Linked DNA regions of Gossypium raimondii: region 2 is linked to region 1. The links are chromatin contacts, called in public Hi-C maps. All regions are on one chromosome and are shown on one strand. The core of a region is the stretch at or near the end of the contact, and the rest is flanking DNA. Distances in the headings are between cores, read along the strand shown.

What was found. A called contact is a pair of places that touch in the nucleus more often than the background predicts.
Region 2: a Hi-C map of leaf shows a contact between it and region 1, with 4 times the contacts expected there. The contact joins the promoter of LOC105788017 here to the enhancer-like site in region 1. A contact is called at or near these places in 2 of 2 Hi-C or Micro-C datasets (both in leaf).

What each region holds. Positions count from the first base shown.
Region 1 is chr2:10,771,592-10,776,144 of ASM2569854v1, reverse strand. No RefSeq gene overlaps it. Among protein-coding and RNA genes, the nearest start is that of LOC105788014, 5.9 kb to the right of the region's middle. Within about 2 kb of position 2,279, the one cell type or tissue checked has open chromatin away from gene starts, as enhancers often do. A contact at or near this core is called in leaf, where this site is marked.
Region 2 is chr2:11,049,107-11,054,069 of ASM2569854v1, reverse strand. LOC105788017 (protein PAF1 homolog) reads left to right here and starts at 3,081. Exons shown (of 12, transcript XM_012614684.2): 1 at 3,081-4,937. The coding sequence starts at 4,087.

The DNA of each region.
Region 1 (4,553 bases), core at 1,030-3,529:
GAGAATTTGCATAGTTGAAGATGAGACTACCACCATGATTACTAAACTGATAAAAATCGGGTCCCCGTAGCCTATAGTGAAGCATCAATAAATTCCCAACTCACTCTATCATAAGCCTTCTCTAAATCCAACTTGATCGCCATCTATTTTTTGCCATCTCATTTTTTCCATATAGAATGTAAGACTTCTTATGCTATGCCAACATTATCTGAGATATTACGCCTTGCAATGAAACTGGCTTGTTCCTGTGAGATAAAGTTAGGAAAAACCAATTTAAATCTGTTAATGATAATTTTCATTACCAATTTATACATTACTGAACATAGACTAGTAGGGCAAAATTGCCTGAATTTCTCTAGGCTATCATTTTTTGAAATAAACACTAACAAAGAGTTGTTCAGTTCCAGGTCAATAATGTTACCAGTTAAGACTCCTTGCACCCATTCACAAACTGCATTTCCTACAATATCCCACTGACTCTTGAAAAAATGCGCTTGAAATCCATCGCTTTCCGGAGCTTTCAAAATATCCATGTCGAATAAGGCTTTCTTAATTTCTTCATTTTACACCGAATTTTCCAAAAACTCAATGTCTTGGGTCTTGATGCGAAGAAAAATGTTGGACGGAAGATCCTTTATGGGCTCTGGTCTTTTCCCATAAAACTTCTCAAAAAAACCAACTGCCCCATTTTAAGGACGTTCTGATCAGAACACTACTTACCGTTATCAATGTATAACATCGTGATACAGTTAAATTTCCTTCTTTGGACCATTTGACTATGAAAGAATTTGGTGTTACGATCCCCAAACTGGATCTAGTCAACCTAGCTTTTTGCCTCCAAGGAAGTTCCTCATGATTTAGCAAATTTTCAAACTCATCCCGCACATCAATCTCTAATTGAATTAACTAAGTAGAGACAGAATGATTCAGGTCCTTTTGGATACTAGAGAGCGATCTCATAAGATGTCTTTTACGAAAGCCTATATAACCATAAAAGGACCTGTTCCATTCTTTAACATGCAAAGTAAATTCATAAAGAGAACTAGCCATATTACCCGAGAACTGCCACTTATCTTTCACTAAGGAGGGAAAATTAGCGTGCTTCGTCCAACCTGTTAAGAACCTAAAAGGTCTCCCTGTAGCCAAGCTAATATTCAGATCGGTCCTCAAGAGAATGGGCCTATGATCAGACTTAATCATCGGTAGATGGGAAACAATGCATTGTGGGAAAGCCAAAATCCATGAATCATTAGCCAATGCTCAATCCAATCTCTTCGACGTGTCAGCTCTTTGCCAATAAAGGATGGGCTGATGAATCCGAAATCCTATAAATTACAAGAATCTACAAATTTTCCAAAAAAAATTACATCTCTTCCCTATGGCATAAATACTTTTTTTATCGTCAGGTGATAGAATAACATTAAAGTCGCCCATAATTAAACATGAAAGAGAATCATGAAATAAAGTAACTTTTAAAGCTTCCCAAAGTGCCTTCCTTTTCCTCCTGTCTGGACTACCATAAACAAAAGATATAAAAATGAGATTAGAATAAATGTTACCAGATACGTAGAGAAGAAACTGTGGGTGATTTTGGATAATTCAAATCCGAATAGATTCCTTCCAACCCACCCAAATTCCTCTTGAAAATCTAGCAGCTTCAACTTGGTGAAAATTAAAAAATCCCAATTTTTCAATGATAAAATTAGCCTTTTACCACTTAATATCGGCTCTAACAAGCACACAATATCCGAACCATATTCAATATTATATTCACGAAAACGCAAATAAGTTTACTACTAGCGCAACATTGGCAATTCCATGAAAAAATGGTCAGATTTAAATCCATATAAATTAATATAGATAAATAATAAAAATAAAACCACCAAAGCCTTACTGTTTAGGGAATTCTCCCTTATCATGTTGCCCAATCTTTAGTATTGGGCCATCTAAACCCAAAGCTTCCATGGCCTGAGAAGAAATGGATTCGGCCGAATAGGCCACTAATTCCCACAGCAAAACCTTAGAGTCTCCCACCGTTTTGAATCTGCTACCCTTTCTAAGATTAATTTTGTTGAGTGATTTTGAAAGACGCGGACCCCTATGTTTCTACCCTGAAAATTTCCTAGCAAGCAACTCGATCTTTTCTTTTCCTTGAACTCATGTCGGAGGTCCTTTCCCTTTAGTTATCGATGAATGCTCCTTGTGGTTCTTTGAAGTTCTTTGAAGGTGACCGTTAAATGCCTGCGGGAATCGAGGCCATCACCCGCTTTAGAGACTGTGACGTCAACAACTCTTTTCGACGAAAGCCTCACCTGTTCCACATTCTCCAGTTTATTGCCATCACCAGCTATGTGCGAATGAGAGTCCGAACCATCGTTTCCACCATCTGCGATCCGACCTTGATTTCTAGAAGCAACCAGGTTTCTGATAAGCTTACCAAATACTTCCATAACCTGGTCTGGCACAACCATTATTTTGTTCTCACCTGGCCCACTATTCGACCCGTTTCCTTGGCCTGACGTGCTATCTTTCAGCAGGCTACTTTCCCTTAGACCTTTGAATGACCCATTAAAAGTTGTTCTTGGGTCAATCTCGAAGTTGTTAAACGAAACGAGCCCATTATCTAACCCACCAGCATTATTAGAGGACCTCGAAGGGCTTGCCACATCTATAAGACCCAACACATTAGTTGTGTCTCTACTTTAGCGACTAAAGTGGCCCACATTATACGTACTAGCCCCAGCACCTTGGTTTCCTTCAATTGCTCTTTCTTTCCCCTTTCTCTGCTGTGTATCCTGAATTTTCTCATTCTTCCCAAATTTAATGACAACGTTACCTTCCTTTTCTGTCAATGCCATAAAACGGTAACCTTCATTTTTTTTTTCCATAATTCTAGACCCTGAGTTCACTGAATCCCTTGATTTCTTGAGGGGTCTCTTCTCCACCAACATCCACGGGTCGTAACCATCAATTTTCTCCTCCGTTTCATCAACGACCATGCTCACAGCCTCCGTCAAATATTTTGACGAAGGCATCGTTCTTCCAGAATTGGGTTTAGAGACCCTAAAAGGACAAATTTCTTTTACATAACCATACTATGCACAGTGGAAACAGGCCGTTGGTAAGAATTCGTACTCGACCCTCTATATTTTCCCATTGATTAAGACTTGGGACACCAACGGTTTATCCAAGTTAACATACACAACCATACGGACTAATCGACCTCTGATCTTGTTGTCTGTGTTCATATCCAGTTCTGCAACCTTACCAATTAACCCCCTATTTCTGTCAGAATTTTCCTCTCGTAAAAGTATCCTAGTAAGCTCGAAAGTCTTATCCACGACATTATGACACTAGGAAATGTCTGTGCTCGGTTAAAAGACATTGACCAAGGTTGAACTATCAGGTATTACCCAAAAATTATCCAAGGTCCTTTTGAGAGCGCCTTTTCACAATCCATATTTTTTTTTTAAGTTTAGCAAAGAAGTAGCCATTCTCAATATCCATAAACTGGAACGGGGACGATGAGTTCCATAAACTGGAAATTTTATTATGTAACACCGAGTATCCAATGTTACGTCCTAAAAGCTTTAGTACTACAGTGTTTTCCATATCCCAAATAAGAATCTGGTGAATCCTATCAAAGAATTCGATTGAAGAACTGCCATTAATTATCGACTTCTGAATGTCTCTTTCCAGTTACTCAAATTCTTCCTCCTCCTCTAAACCTTTTTCCTTATTATTGGATGAAATTCCAACAAGCTTGTCCTTCTAAGAAATAACTAGTACATTCGTCAGATCCACCAACACTTCTCTGTTCACACTTTCATCATTATCCATAAACTGAACTTTTTTAAGGATTAAATCTTCCATCGAACCACCTTCAGAACCAAAATTTTCACAGAGAATCCATGCAAGAATTTTCAAATAAAATAATGATACATATGCAAATTTAGATCAATTAATCTTCTCAAAGAGCTTCAGCTTTACTTTTGAATTTTCATTTTCGTAAAAACTCAACTTTCATTAAATTGGTGCAAATGTAAAATGTCAATCTATATTGCTTTATATTATATTATATTTAATATAAAAATAGTTTCTAATGGTCAATTTTTCATTAAAAGAATTTCTGAAAACTAATACACCGAAATTTTAACCTTTATACAAGGAAATAAAAATAGAAATTGAGATTTTTTTTGACCAGATTAACTACTGAAATAAAAGGAAAGAGTATCATCATCCTATCCCATCTATGACAACCAAAGGAGTTAATTGCAACATAAACACTTTGGTGTTTTTCATTTTTTTTTTACAGGGCTTTCGATATTTGTAGTTTCCTCATTAATCCCTATAATTTTGCTAGGTTTGTAATTTCCTCATTAGTCGCTATTTGTAACTTAAAACATTTTAGTAAGGGAAATAGTTTAATTGCTTTTATCATAAAAATTGTAATTGATTAAGTTTTTATTTTTATGAATATATAATAATATTTATTTATTATTGGTCTCTCAATAAATTTATTCAGAGAAATTAAAAATGGATAGACTAAAGAG
Region 2 (4,963 bases), core at 1,832-4,331, 280 kb before region 1:
GAAATAATTATGAAATGTATGATTGTTTGATTCTATAAGTCCGGTAATACTCCGTAACCCTATTTCAGTATTGAATACGGGTTAGAGGCATTATAGTAAATCTCTGAGGATTCTCATGAAATCCTCAACTTCCTTTTTGTTGTACTTGATAAAAAGAAAAGCATCGTTAGTGAAAAATAAGTGATTTACACAAGGGCCATTTCAGCTAGCCCTAATGCCTCTAATTAGGTTGGCTTCTTGCGTATTTAAAAGCATTCTCGAGAATGCTTCCATACAAAATAAGAATAGGTAAGGAGAGAGGGAGTCCCCTTGTCAAAGACCCCATCCGAAATGATAGTCTCTAAAAGAGTCATGTTACATTTCACCACATATTTCACCATTTTAACACATTGCATGACTTTATCGATCCAAGCATCTTCAAAACCCATCTTCTTCATAACTTTTTCAAAGAAATTCCATCCCACCTAGTCATGCGTCTTGCTCATATCGAGCTTAATGACGAGCCCTTTGTTTAGACCATTCTTTGAGCTTTGGAGATAGTACATCATCTCATGGGCAATAAGGATGTTGTCATGGATCATCCGGCCCGGGACAAAGGCGCTTTAGTTCTAACTGATGCAAAAAGGAAGAGTGGTCTTCAAACAGTTCGCTAAAACCTTTGCAATAATCTTGTAGATCACCCTGCATAAACTTATAGGTCTAAAGTTAGTCATGTCCACAGGGTCTTTAATCTTAGAAATAAGCACAATAATCATTTCATCAATACAAGAGATATCCTTGTTGCCATCTAAAATTTCATAGCAAAGTTTAAGGACATTTTTACCCACAACCTCCCAATTCTCTTTAAAGAAAATCCCCGAGAGGCCATCAATCCCCAAGGCTTTGCGCGAATCCATGTGGTTGAAGGCATCAATGATTTTCTCATCCGTGAAATCCTTAGCCAGCTTAGCATTCATATATTAAGTAACCTTAATTTGAATGCCATTGATATAATTCTCAACATTTGGAGTAGCAATAGACTTAAACAGTTTACTAAAATAGTCTCCAGCAACTTTGCTAACATCTTGTATGCCATAGTTAATGTAAGTTAAAAGGGATATGAATATTATGCATATGAATGATGAGTCACTTACTTGCCAAGTAAGTTAACCTTGTAGTTAAGTATAATGACAATTTAGAATGATTGTTTCCATGATGTTTGAATGTGTTATTATGAGTGTACATGGTGTTTTTTTTAGTATAATAAGTGATGGTTTTGAATTGGTGATGTTAAAGATCAATTTAGGTGAGTTTTGAGGTGATTTTTGGGTCCTAGCATAGTTGTATCTATACATATGCTAAACTGTATCGCAACAAGTAAGTTAGTGAAAGTAAAAGTGTACGATAGTAGGGACTTGTATCAGTACAAATTCTCACTTGTACCTATACAGTTATGACAGAACATTGTCTCTCCCTTGTTTTGAGTTGTTTCGACTCCTAGAGACCCGTGCTAAGTCCTGATGACCTCTGAACACTTAGGAATTGTTTTAAAATATTTCTAAATTGTTTTAAAAGTTTTAATAATGAATTTAATCAATTGAAATGGTTTGATATGAATGGATTTATGTTTGACTTTCTTATTGAATTTAAAGTATAAGCTAGATTAAATTACTCTAGCAACTAATATGGGTCTCGCATTAGGACTCAACGACTGGATCAAATGCTGGATGTCACAGTTTTTAATGAACTTGCGTATTGGTTTTATGCATATAATCTACTCATCTAGTCAAATTTTGATTGAAAACGGTTATGATAAGGAATTTTTATGTTATGGACTTGTTTCCATGTGTTAAACATGTTTTCATACTTTTTGTTTGACATATATCTTGCAAGGAGGCATATAGAGACATGATTGCATGACCTGGAATACTATTTTCCTATAGTTCTAGATTTATGTCTTGGGACTAGATAAAAGTCTTAAGACATGGTAGCCTGAGTATCGAGACTTGATTTTCAAGTCTCATGTAACACTCTATACCCAACTTGAATTAGAGACATTGACATTTTTAAAATTATGAAAATGAAATAAAATTAAAGAAATTACAAAATAAAAAATTTAGTAAAATTGAATGAAAAACATTAAGAATAAAATAGTAGAGAAAATTGCGAGAATAAATGTATAAGATTGAGAGAATTGAGAGAATAGATAAATAAGATTGAATACATTTTTTTGAAAATAAACATGTATATATAGGAAAAAAATGTCCTTTGGAGAAAAAAATGTTGACATTGGAGAAAAAAGTGTTACCGTTGGTCAACTTGCCATTGATCCCAAGGTTAGAAACTCAATGACGGTGATATTCTAACCGTTTATATAATTTTTTTTTAAAAATCCGACTTTGGTACAAGGCAACACCATGTGGTGAAAATGTGCTCTGTAATTTTTTAAACCAGCGTATTTTCACCTCTCTAATCCATGTCACCTGAAAGCGCTTCCTACACGTGTTTTTTGTCTTCTCTCTCCAAAATTGACTTATTTCCGTAATTTCCAAATAAAACGATATCAAACCTTAATTTTTTTTACAATTGACATATATGCTTAATTTTCTTGAAAATAAAGAGGAAGGAAAAAAAACAAAAGATAATGAAAATCTTATCATTGACTCTCCAAAATAATCTTCAAAGCAAGAAACGGTGGTCGGCAATGGTTAGAGACAATGATCAACAACAATTAAGGTTGAAACTTGAGATAAGAGAAGAGTTGAAAAGAAGTAGAGAGGCAGCCGTTGGCACATGTGATGCTGGAGTTTGCAGAAAACAGAAAAGAGAGAAAATTTTGAGAGAAAGAGAAGAAGAGAGACTAAACTTGGCATTCAAATTTTTGCATAACTGCTTCTTGGGCCCTTGGGCAATTATAACCACCAGGCCGTTACAACCAATTTGAAATTTTGTTAGACATGTGCAATATTAGAGTGAAACGCACCATTTTACTCAATTCCCTTCATCAACACTGAAACGCTGCGTCTAACCCTCCCTTAAACTCTACGTTTTTTTGAAGTTTCTAAACATAAAAGATTAAACACTGTCGTTTTTTTTAACTAACTTAACAGCTAATTAAGACTTGAGAATTTGACCCGTCTCAACATGGCAGAGCAACGAGCAGCAGAGTTGTTCTTTTCTTCTTCAAGTGTTTTAGTAGGTACAAGACAGATTAAGGAATTTAGGGGGTTTTTTTTTTTTACTTTATTAATTTAGGTTGGGTGATTGGGTTGGATTGATTAAATTTTTTAGGGTTTGGTGTGTTTTCGATGGATTTGGGTTGCAAAAGTCGGTTTAACTGGTTTTGCATTGGTTCATTCAGTTTATAGATCGCGGTTCAACTGAAGTTCACGACTCAACTAGTTCTCATCCTAACTCCGGATTTCAATAACATCGGAAAAAACAAAGAAATAATCCTGAATATATAAAACCCAAAAATAAATCCAAAGTCAAGTAAAAGAGGATATTATCCCCTTCTCCGTTCCGGCAAACTTTTTCCGGTCACTCACTCACGCATTTTGGTTTTCGCTTAGAGCTGTAAATAATAAACATATATTAGTTCGGATTTCAATTGGTTAGGTTTCTTTTTTCTCCCTTTAATACAGTAGGAGCTGGTTTTTGCTTTTAAGTATTTACTGGTTAGATTCCAGATCAGTCTCTATCTTTTTCCTAGGGTTTGTGGAATTGAGAGTTCAATTCGTTGCTCTGTTTATCTCATTTAACGCTTTCTTCCCACAAATTTTTTTTTGCCGACCTGATTAAATTAAAAATTTTTGGCGGTTGATTTTGCTAGGGTTTTAGCTACTTCAGCTGAATTCTGGAAATTAGGATTTCAATGTTTTGAATCTATTCCTTTAGGGTTTTTTTTTCTTGAAAGGAAAATAGGACATTTCAAATTCGAGTTGAAGGTTTTCCAATTTGAATAAATTTCTTCAAGAAAACTAGGAGAAAAAAGAAGCCCAGAATTCAAAATCTCAAGTTTCATGTTTTACTGTTCTTTTATGCGGCTTTCTTATTGATTTATCTCTGTTTTTGATACTGTGATAAAGTGAATAAAAGAGAAGAAGAATGGCCTCGTATAGGTCATTCCCACCACAATCCTTTCCTCCTCCACCCCCACCAAATCAAAATCCTCTCCCACCCCAACAACATTATGATCAAAATTACAATCAAATGAATTTGAAATCAAATTATCATTACCCTTCTTCAAGACCGCCCCAACAACAGCAGCAGCCACCGCCTCCACCTCCACAGCAGCAATATTCTTATCCCCCACCGCCTCCGCCACCTCCGGATTCTTCCTATCCACCTCCCCCACCCCCTCCTCTGCCAACAGTGCCGCAAAATACCTTCAACTCACAGCCACCAATATACTATCCACCTTCACAGTACTCATCACAGTATGGCAATCAAGCAATGCAGCCACCTCCTCCACCGCCTCCCCCAAGTTCTCCCGGTTCTTCAATCCCTCCACCTCCTCCTCCCAGTTCTCCTCCACCTCCGCCTCCTCCAAAGGAGAGTGCTGGGGACAAGAGGTTAAGTGAGCGCAGTAAAGTGGGGAATAGGGATTTTTCAGGTTCTGGAAGGCGTGAACATGGGCATTCCAATCACAGGATTGCTGGTAGAGAGCACAAGCCAATGGTGCCCCCTGTAAAGAACCCAAATGTACATACAGGAAGAGTGGAGACAGAGGAAGAGAGGAGGTTGAGGAAGAAGAGGGACTTTGAGAAGCAAAGACAAGAGGAGAAGCATAGACAGCAGAAGAAGGAGTCGCAGAAGGCCCAATTAATGTCTTCCAGCAAAGCGCATGGTTCAATGATAGGCTCACGGATGGGAGATAGGAGAGGTACACCATTTTTGAGTGGTGAGAGGATTGAGAATAGATTAAAGAAGCCAACTACGTTCTTGTGCAAGTTGAAGTGAGTATATGGAAATGATGTTTTCT